Linked DNA regions of Mus musculus: region 2 is linked to region 1. The links are chromatin contacts, called in public ChIA-PET maps. All regions are on one chromosome and are shown on one strand. Each heading gives the region's core, a stretch centred on a gene start, on an enhancer-like site or on the middle of the called end of the contact. The rest is flanking DNA. Distances are from core to core; before and after follow the strand shown. Region 1 overlaps Zscan20 (zinc finger and SCAN domains 20). Region 2 holds the start of Phc2 (polyhomeotic 2).

The links. ChIA-PET counts read pairs in DNA pulled down with a chosen protein or histone mark.
Region 2: an RNA polymerase II ChIA-PET map of memory CD8 T cells shows a contact between it and region 1, with 38 read pairs. The contact joins the promoter of Phc2 here to the enhancer-like site in region 1. A contact is called at or near these places in 3 of 115 datasets of contacts at active chromatin or transcription factors (effector CD8 T cells, memory CD8 T cells and microglia).

Annotation. Positions count from the first base shown.
Region 1 is chr4:128,591,888-128,596,200 of GRCm38.p6, reverse strand. It overlaps Zscan20 (zinc finger and SCAN domains 20), which reads left to right. Exons shown (of 8, transcript NM_177758.4): 3 at 3,695-3,866; 4 at 4,309-4,313. Among named protein-coding and RNA genes, the nearest start is that of Zscan20, 16 kb to the left of the region's middle. Within about 2 kb of position 1,975, at least 54 of the 459 cell types and tissues checked have an H3K27ac peak or open chromatin away from gene starts, as enhancers often do. A contact at or near this core is called in effector CD8 T cells and memory CD8 T cells, where this site is marked.
Region 2 is chr4:128,652,699-128,657,011 of GRCm38.p6, reverse strand. It overlaps Phc2 (polyhomeotic 2), which reads right to left and starts at 2,310. Exons shown (of 15, transcript NM_001195130.1): 1 at 2,196-2,310.

The DNA.
Region 1 (4,313 bases), core at 726-3,225:
ACACACACACACAGAGGAATGGACTGACTCTACAAAAGAAGCAATGCTTTTCCCAGGTCCCAGGCTATCAAATAAAAAGCCTTTTTCTAGATATGGGTTACCTCTTGAGCTGGTCAGTGGGAGTCCACAAACATTAGAGGCTACAGCCATTGCCCCTGGTGGCCCCTCCAGAACTTAATGGGAAGGCCCTGTTGCTGAAGACACCACATACTTGAACTGTAGCACAGAGAGAAATCAAGCTGGCACCAGCCTGGGAGCTTCACCCCCACTGGCTAGCTTTCATGGTGGCATGAAGTTTGACAAGTGGCCTGACCAGATCTCCCGGCTGGTACGATGTTGGTGGGAATGTTATGCGGATGAGATGGCCTGGTTGGATTTGAGACCTGCTCCATAAGATGGTACTCATGTTTGCGCTGTTAACTAGGCTAAAACCCCACTGACGAGGTCGCAGGCCTTAGCGGAGAGCCAAATACTATTATTCTGCTAAATGGACATAGTATTAAACTGCCCCCTAAATTCTTACCTTATTCCCATGGATTGCTGCATCTTCTGTCATGAGAGAAACTACCCTTGCAGTAGACGTGGATTAAAGCAGAGATTCACAGCTGGTTATCATGCAGAGTAAGAGACTGGAGTACTCAGCTCTGACTGGGCCGTCTCTCCCATACAACCTCCCTTGAGGGTCAGGGAGCATCATAAAACAGAGACAGAAAATGTATAAGAGATACAGGGAGTAGATGCCTGCAGTGAAAGATTCTTTGGTGGGCATGACAAGGCTGCTCCACTCATGAACTCGGTGGTAGGAGCTGAACCTGGTCTTCTGGAAGAGCAGCGCGTGCTCGCAGCTGCCGAGCCGTCTCTCCAGTCCTGTGTTCTGGATACAGCACTGGTAACTCACTTCCAAGCTCTGCAACTCTCCCTGCATCCCGAGGGCTTTTATCTAATTATCTATCTATCTATCTATCTATCTATCTATCTATCTATTTATCTTAAGTTGTATTTTCATGTAATTTAAAGTAATTTCTCTTGAAATTTCTTCCTTGACTCAAATATTTACTTGTATATTGTTTGAGCTCCAAGTATCATGGATTTTCCAGCTACCTTTCTGTTTCTGAGTCACTTCCATGTGATCCGAGGAGCCCACTTGTCACGATCCTGCCCTTTGACATTCGCTTAGTGTGTTTTGTGGCCTGGCATGTGGTTGCCGTGGCAATGAATGGTCCATGAGGGCAGATCTTGTACTCCTTCGTTAGAAGTTCTACCTTGCAGAATTCAGCCATCCCTCTGCTGTTCTGTCCCGCTAGTGAGTCTACACCGCTCATCGCTCTCTTCCCTTCAACTGACTTTGGTTTTGTCTGTTCCAAGAGCTGTGCTGACGTCACTGACTGTACTCACCCTCTTCTGCTTCTGTCAGTTTTGGACTGTGTTATTAGAAGTATGGAGGATCAAGGTGTGTGCAGTCCTTACCTGGATGAGAATTATCATGCCTTTGTGGAGTGTCAAACCCCTGTATCATATCATGAAGCCACTCTTCAGCCCTGGGAACTTCTCTTGCTCTGAAGTCTCCTGTTCTGAAATTAATACAGCTTCTCTTACTCCACCCCTCTTCATGTGCATGTGTATGGTGTGCATGCATGTTTGCATGTATGTTAGGGTGTGCTTATATGTGTGTGCATGTGTGTGTGCACACATGTGCATGTGTGTGCACATGTGTGTGTGCACGAGTGTGCATGTGTGTGTGTGTGTGTTTGGAGGCTTGAGGTTGATGCCAGGATTCATCTTTAATCACTCTTCTACCTTACTCATTGAGGCGGGCGGAGTCTCAGTCAGACCGAGAGATCACGGATGTGGCTAGTCTTACTAGCCAGCTTGCTCTTGGGATCCCCAGTCTCTGCCTTCTAAAGCTGGCACTACAGACAGGCCTCCATGATTACCCTGTATTTACATGGGCTCTGGGGTCTGAAGTTTGACCTGAACTGCTTGTGTGTCAAGAACTTTAACCACTGAGGCATCTTCCGGCCCACTTCCTTTTGGTTAGGGTTAAGTTGGTATCTCTTACTTCCTCCTTTGCCTTTTATCTGTAAGGTGTCTCTATATTTAAAGTGGATTTCTTAGTTACAGCATATATTTGGGTCATATTTTATACACTCTTGGCCTTTTACTTGGTTTGTTTATTTATCTTTGAGATAGGGTCTTATAGTATAATCCAGCCTGCTCCCAAACTTGCAATCCTCCTGCCTTAGCTTCCCAACTGCTGGGATTGCAGATGAGAATCACCATGCCAGCTAGTTAGTGTGTTTAGACCGTTGGCACCTGGGTTACTATTTTTAAGTTTTATGGTTTGATAATCCCAGCTCTCTGCCATCTGACACTGGTTCATGCTGATTGCTCTTCAAAATGTTGCTTGCCTTCCGGTATGCCTTGAAAGTTTTGGTTAAAAGGTGGCATATGATGTCTTGGGTGGAAGGAGCTATGTAAGTAAGTCTTTTAGAATACAGTGGCAGAGCATGTCTAGTGGGCAGTCTACAGCTCTGTGCTCTGGACTCTGAAATTCATCAGTATTTCTCAGGCTTCCCTTTGTGGGTGGGGCAGGCTGCTAGAAAGGGCTTCAGGCAGGCACTCCTGTCACCTGTGCAGAATAGTAGGGAAACAGAAGGGGCAGCTCCTTTATGTAAAGTAGGCTATGCTCCGGCACTCACTGTTCACAGAGTACACTGGTGTGTTTCACAGTGGTTCCTGTCCCTACTCCACCCCACCCTGCAGAATCATGAGGGGACTTTCCTGCGCATTCCCCTCATTACGAGGATGGATAGAGCTCTTGGAAGTGACACTCGGTAAAGCTCACCTGCCCTTGTCTTGGTGACTGGGTTTCCTGGAGCCTGACTCTCAGGTGGCCTGCCCTGTGCCTCTAGCTGTAGGGCTTTCCTGCCAGCACCGGTCCCTTCAGAGGTCTCCCCTCCAGTGAAGTCACCTCTCTTACTTCTCCAGCTTCGAGGGCAGGCCTAGGTGGTGTGGCCTCGCTTCTCTGATGGATCTAAGAGCTTTGAGTCTTGTTCGGCTTGGGTTTGTCCAGCTCACTTCTCGCTGAGGTGGAGCGATGATGTCTAAGCTCCTTCCTGGATTAGAAACTTGAGACGATCCTCATGGTTGTCTCATTCCTCGTCATTGTCAGTTGAATCTGCCTTTCTTCCGTGTTGGCAGTTCTGGCCCAAGGGGTTGAAGTCTCCGTTGTAGCGTGGTATCAGCTGGAGGAGCTGGCTAGAGTGAGGATTGTCTTAGAGTTTATCCATGCAGCTTCTTTGTTGATTGTAACTACTTCAGAGGCAAGCAGGCTTATAAATATGCTTATCAGTTATTTTTAAGGTCACAACATTTTATGTAATTTACTTCTGTGAAGCAAGAGCATTTTGAATAGTGTTCACCTGCTTTAGATACTTGTGTAGCCTCCCAGAATTCCACAAGACAGAACTCATTTCGTAGTGGAGATAGACCTCGTTCGGTAGCACAGACAGAATTCATATGGTAGTATAAATGCTGATTTGTTTCCTGAAGTCAGTCTGATAGTTTTCTTACTGTGTTAAAACCCTCTTTGGATCCTAAGAATCTGTTAACCCCATGGAACACGTTCACACTCAAGGTAACAGTCCTGTCCCATTGAGGGGACCACACCGATCTGATGGTTGATTTTGTGTAGGGACTGGAGCTATGCTCTGAAGACTCCAGGTCCTTCGAAGCAGTTCAGGAGTTCCAGAGGTTCCAGCTGCAGCCAGTGACCCACGGCTCTGAGGGCCAGCCCCGAAAACAGTGGGTGGAGAATGCACGTCCCGACCTTTCCAAGATGCCACCTGAGTCCTTGAAAGAGAGTGGTAAGTACCAAGGATATGGGGATAGAAGAGAGTGAGGCTTTTCTTCCCAAGGGATGGGCTTGGGGGTGGGGTGGGGAGAAAGGACATACAGAATTCAAGGTACACAGTGGGATAAATGTTGGATGGATGCTGTTATTGAGCCAAAGGTTGAGAAGCTCTGTGAGATGGGAGCAAGACCCGCTGGCTGGAGTCATACAGAAGGCGCTGGCGTGGCAGTGGGCTGGGTGCTGCTCACAGGATGGGGAAGGGTACCTCACACCTGGGACATAACTGAAAACGGCTTAGGAGTCCCAGCTTCTAAAGGAAGTGAAATGGCAAGTGCGTGCCGGGTGTGGGGCACCCTTGGTGTGATTCCCAGCATGACCTTTGGGAAGCTGCGTCTCAGAAGGAAGTGGTTTTAGAGAACCAAAGCTTTTATCTCACGGATTGCTCTCTTCTTCAGCTGTC
Region 2 (4,313 bases), core at 1,061-3,560, 60 kb before region 1:
ACTGCTACAGTTCTGGACATGGGTACCACGGAGAAGGGTGTGGTTTCTCTGCTCTGATAGTTAGGATCTCGGTATGAGAAACTACATTAGTGAATCATAGGTGGAAGTGGGACTAAGGGGAGGAGAGGACAGGAGAGAGGAAGGAGCAAGGACAGAAAGGTGGCAACCCCGGAAATACTTCACGAAAGACATGGACTGGTCCTGTTCTACAAAGACAGCTGAAGCTGTCAGACTCACTGCGCTGTACACGGCTGGCACCATTAACAGCAGGTTCTGGCCTGTATGCATGATTTGTAATCTGCCTGGAGCTCACATGTTGTTCAGACTCACTTAGAACTCTATATGTAGTCCAGGCTGGCTTGGAACTTGAGATATGTAGCCCAGGCTGGCTTGGAACTTGAGATTCTCCTGCCTCATTCAGTTGCTTGTGTTAGGATTACAGGCATGTGCAACCTCCCTGGCTGTGATCCCTCCCTCTCTCCCTTTCTTTTCTTTCCTTTTTTTTTGATTTTTGATTTTTTTTTTTTTTTTTTTCTGAGCATTGTGCCCAGGGCCAGGCTCTCTACCTTGGAGCCGTTGAAACCACTCCTTTCTGCTTCCACTTGTTGAACCTTTTCTCCGGTGACAAAGACCAGGAGCGAGGTTCACAAAAGCTCACAGGTTGGAATTCACGGGAAAATACCACTGGAAAATCATGATAGGAATGAGACATGTAAGCCAGCTTTTAGAAAGTCACACAGTAAAGGAGGCAGGATTGCAGTATAAAGCCAATTCCCAAATAAAAAGAAGGGGCGGGGGAAGCTATTCACCTGAGAGAATTTTCCTTAGTCACACCACTCACTGAGCCTTCTGTTTCAATGTCCTCCCTAACCTTTGCAACAAACTCCTATTCATCCTTCAACACTTTGCTGAAGTATGCTCTCTGGGAAGCCTTCTTTGACGTTGCATACATTTAACAGATCCATTCTTGCATCTGTTCTTCTGCTATCACTTTGGCTAACAGTTTGTCTCTTCCACCACCTCTCTGAGGACAAGGGCTAATTATCTTAGTCAGTGTAGCATCCTCTAGACACAACAGCGTGCCTGGTTTATACCAAGTGTTTGTCGTTGTGTTGATAAATACGCAACCTGCAAGTACAATTCGCATTTGATTTGCAAACCTAGGTTTGGTCGCTGGGACTTTTCATGTGGAAGCACGTTTCCCCTTGTTGTGAAGAAACGATTTGAGACTCATAAAGTAAGCTCCGACCATGAGAGCACATTAGTCTGCTTTTCATACCCCAGAGACTGGAGCATTTCCCCTCCACACTAAACCTCCTGGGGCTGGCTTGATATTAGCAGCACAGCTCCGTGCTAGCATTTCTATTGTGGCGAAGGCTAAATTACACCACGAGCCTAATGCGGCCACCAGTCTTAGTGAATTGGGGGAAGGGGTAATTAGAAGACAACATTTCTGTAGCAGACCTAGGCGCGGAGATGGAGGAGGAAGTTGATTTAAACCTAGCCATTAAAAGAATACGCCAGAAACTAAAGCAAAACAGGAGCTTCCTCTGGACACGACAACATACTCTAGTGCCCAAGGTCTGTTCCCCACGGTTGTCAGGTCAGAAAACAGGGGGCAGTGCCTACCTTGGGCACCCCTCCTTCTCTACCGTGGGACCTGCTTTGCTTAAGGAGAGAGCTCTTTTCTTCCAGTAACAACAACCACAGTTTGCTCCCCAACGCACCATCTCGATCTCGCCTTCGATGCCCAGCAACCCCCACCAGGCTTAACTCGGTATCTAAAGTGCCTGTGGCTGGGCTGTCAGGCCACGGAAGAGCAGGCGCGCGGTGGGGAGGCCGGACCCCGGTGTCTCCACAGTCCCCCAGAGGACACGGGCCGCAGGGGCGGGCCTCTCCATGTAAGAAGGCCACGCGCCCCCGAGATCACGCGACTGCAGGGACTTCAGCGGCTCTCCTACTGCCTCCCGCAAACCCTGACTCCAGAGATCGCCGCGGTCCTCATCGCGGCCGGGTCCGCGTCGGCGGTGAACCGGTGTCCACCGCGCTGCCCAGCCTTGCGCCGCAGGGCCCTCTCGCCGCACCGTGACAGCTGGGTGCCCAAAGGGTTAAACCCGCCGCGCGACGCCGGGTGTCCCCCGCGCGCCGCCCCGCCGCCGCCAGCCGGCCCCAGCGCGCACGCGCCCGCCCGTTACCTGCGGTGGCCTCCGCGCTCCTCCTCCACCTGGCCGCGCTCTCCCGGGGCCGCCCCTCAGCCCGCCCCCTCGGCTCTCCGCCGCGCACCCTGCTGGCTGCCCAGCTGTGGCCCGCGGAGGAGGGGCCTGGGGGGCGATTACCATGTATTAGCATACCGGAGAGTGTCACGTGCCCACTCCAGCCAATCGTCACTCGGAGAAGGCGGAGATTGAATTGAACACGCCTTGGTGCTGCTCTGGGACTGAACCGGTGGCCATGGCAACGGAGGGGAGGGCGGAGGAGGGGGCGCAGGCTCTGGAGCCTTGCCATCCCTTTGGAGCATCTCCTCTACCTGAACTCCGCACTGGGACTCCGGGTACTTTTCCTATTCTGCATATGGAGAGCACCTCAAATTGGTCTAGACAGGGAAATTCAGATTCCGGAAAGGCTCTGAACACTTAAACCACGTGCCTCACACTTTTCTGCAGCTAACTCTCTGGTAGCTTTAGGAAGTACATATCATAAACTTAATTTGATACTGGGGCGAGTTTATGCTCAGAGAGGCTCAGCCACACACCCAAAGTCACACAACCACCACACTACATTGTAAAGTGGAAATGTGAGAACATCAGGCCCAGGGCTCTCCTGCGTTCTTCACAATTCCAAGCGGTGGAGGGGAAGACTGTATACAAACAGTCGAAAGAAATTTCATACATCAGCAGTGGAGCACCTTTGCACTGCCCGACAATGTCCTTCTGAGGCATAAACCCGGTACACATATTACAGATGAGGCCTGGGCCAAACAGCTGTTAGGAGCCTATAGTTAATCATTCAATCCATGTGTGCTCAAGCTATCAAAAAATTTTACATCCACTCTTAATTGCACTGTTGCTATGGCCACTTTACTGATCCAGACACTGAACCATCGAAGCTGGGCAAGGAAATGTCCATACTTATTCCTCCAGTACTTCACACATTTAGATTCCAATCCTGGCTTATCCTACTCCAAAGCTATATTCTAAAGGCACCTCATTATACCAGGCTCATTGAACTTAGGTTTAGGCATAAGAACACCTTCCCTAATAGGACTGTCACTCAAGATTGAAATATATTCCGTGACAAGTGGCAAGTGTTGAAGTCACAAAACATAAAGTCACCCAGTTGGTAGGGGACTCTAGGATTCTGTCTCTCTGCCTTCATCTCTGTTGATCTGGTAATTCACTTAAAGGGACAAGCACTCCCATGGACTTGTTTAGTTCAGTGGTTCACTGATTTTAATGTAGCATGGACGGATTACTGGATTAGGCCCTGTGGTTTAAATGAACTATCTAGACACTTTAAGATCATTTAAAATATATAAATATTTCTTCCCACCAGACTGACTTAAAATCCAATTTCCTTCTAAACTGCGACTTAAGAGCACAGACAGAGAGGCAAACCTACTTGGGTTAACATTCTGCTTAGCCATTCATCAGCCGTGTGATCTATGGCAAGTTCTATAATCTGTTTGTGCCTCAGTTTCTTCACCAATAAGACAGGATAGGAATGTTGGAAGCATTAAAGAACTAATGTATTAGTTACACAGGCCTGGTCCAGTGGGTAAGAGCCATTAAAGAATTAATGTATAAAAGATATGTAATATAGGCCTGGTCCCGTGGGTAAGACCCCATCCTTGCTAACTGTGGTCATTTCCACATCTGGCCCAGGATCTCCCATGAGATACACAACCCACGTGCTCAGATCTCTCCTCCCTTCCTGGCAGTGGGACACAGAAGTTGCCTGTCATCCCCTGTGGCACATTAAACAGCCTGTTGTGCTGGTGGAGGCTTGTTATCTCTGCAAATGTCATTCTCTTTTCTCAGGACCATAAATAATTCCTGGGCTCAAAGGACCTGGTCTCTCTTGCACATCTCCTAGCACCAAATTACCGGAGTGGCTCCTTGTCCAAGAGGAGCTTGGCAAGCCGAGAGCAGCCATTAGTCAGGGCCCTTGAAGCAGTTTTATGAGGGCCTTAATGAGGGAGATGAGCTGTCCTCAGGAACTGGTGCCGTCTTTCCTGGCCACAGGAAATGAGCTCTTTGTGCTTAAAGGGTCTCAAAGCCCAGGCACAAGGAGTGTTCAGGAAGTGGCCTAGGGAC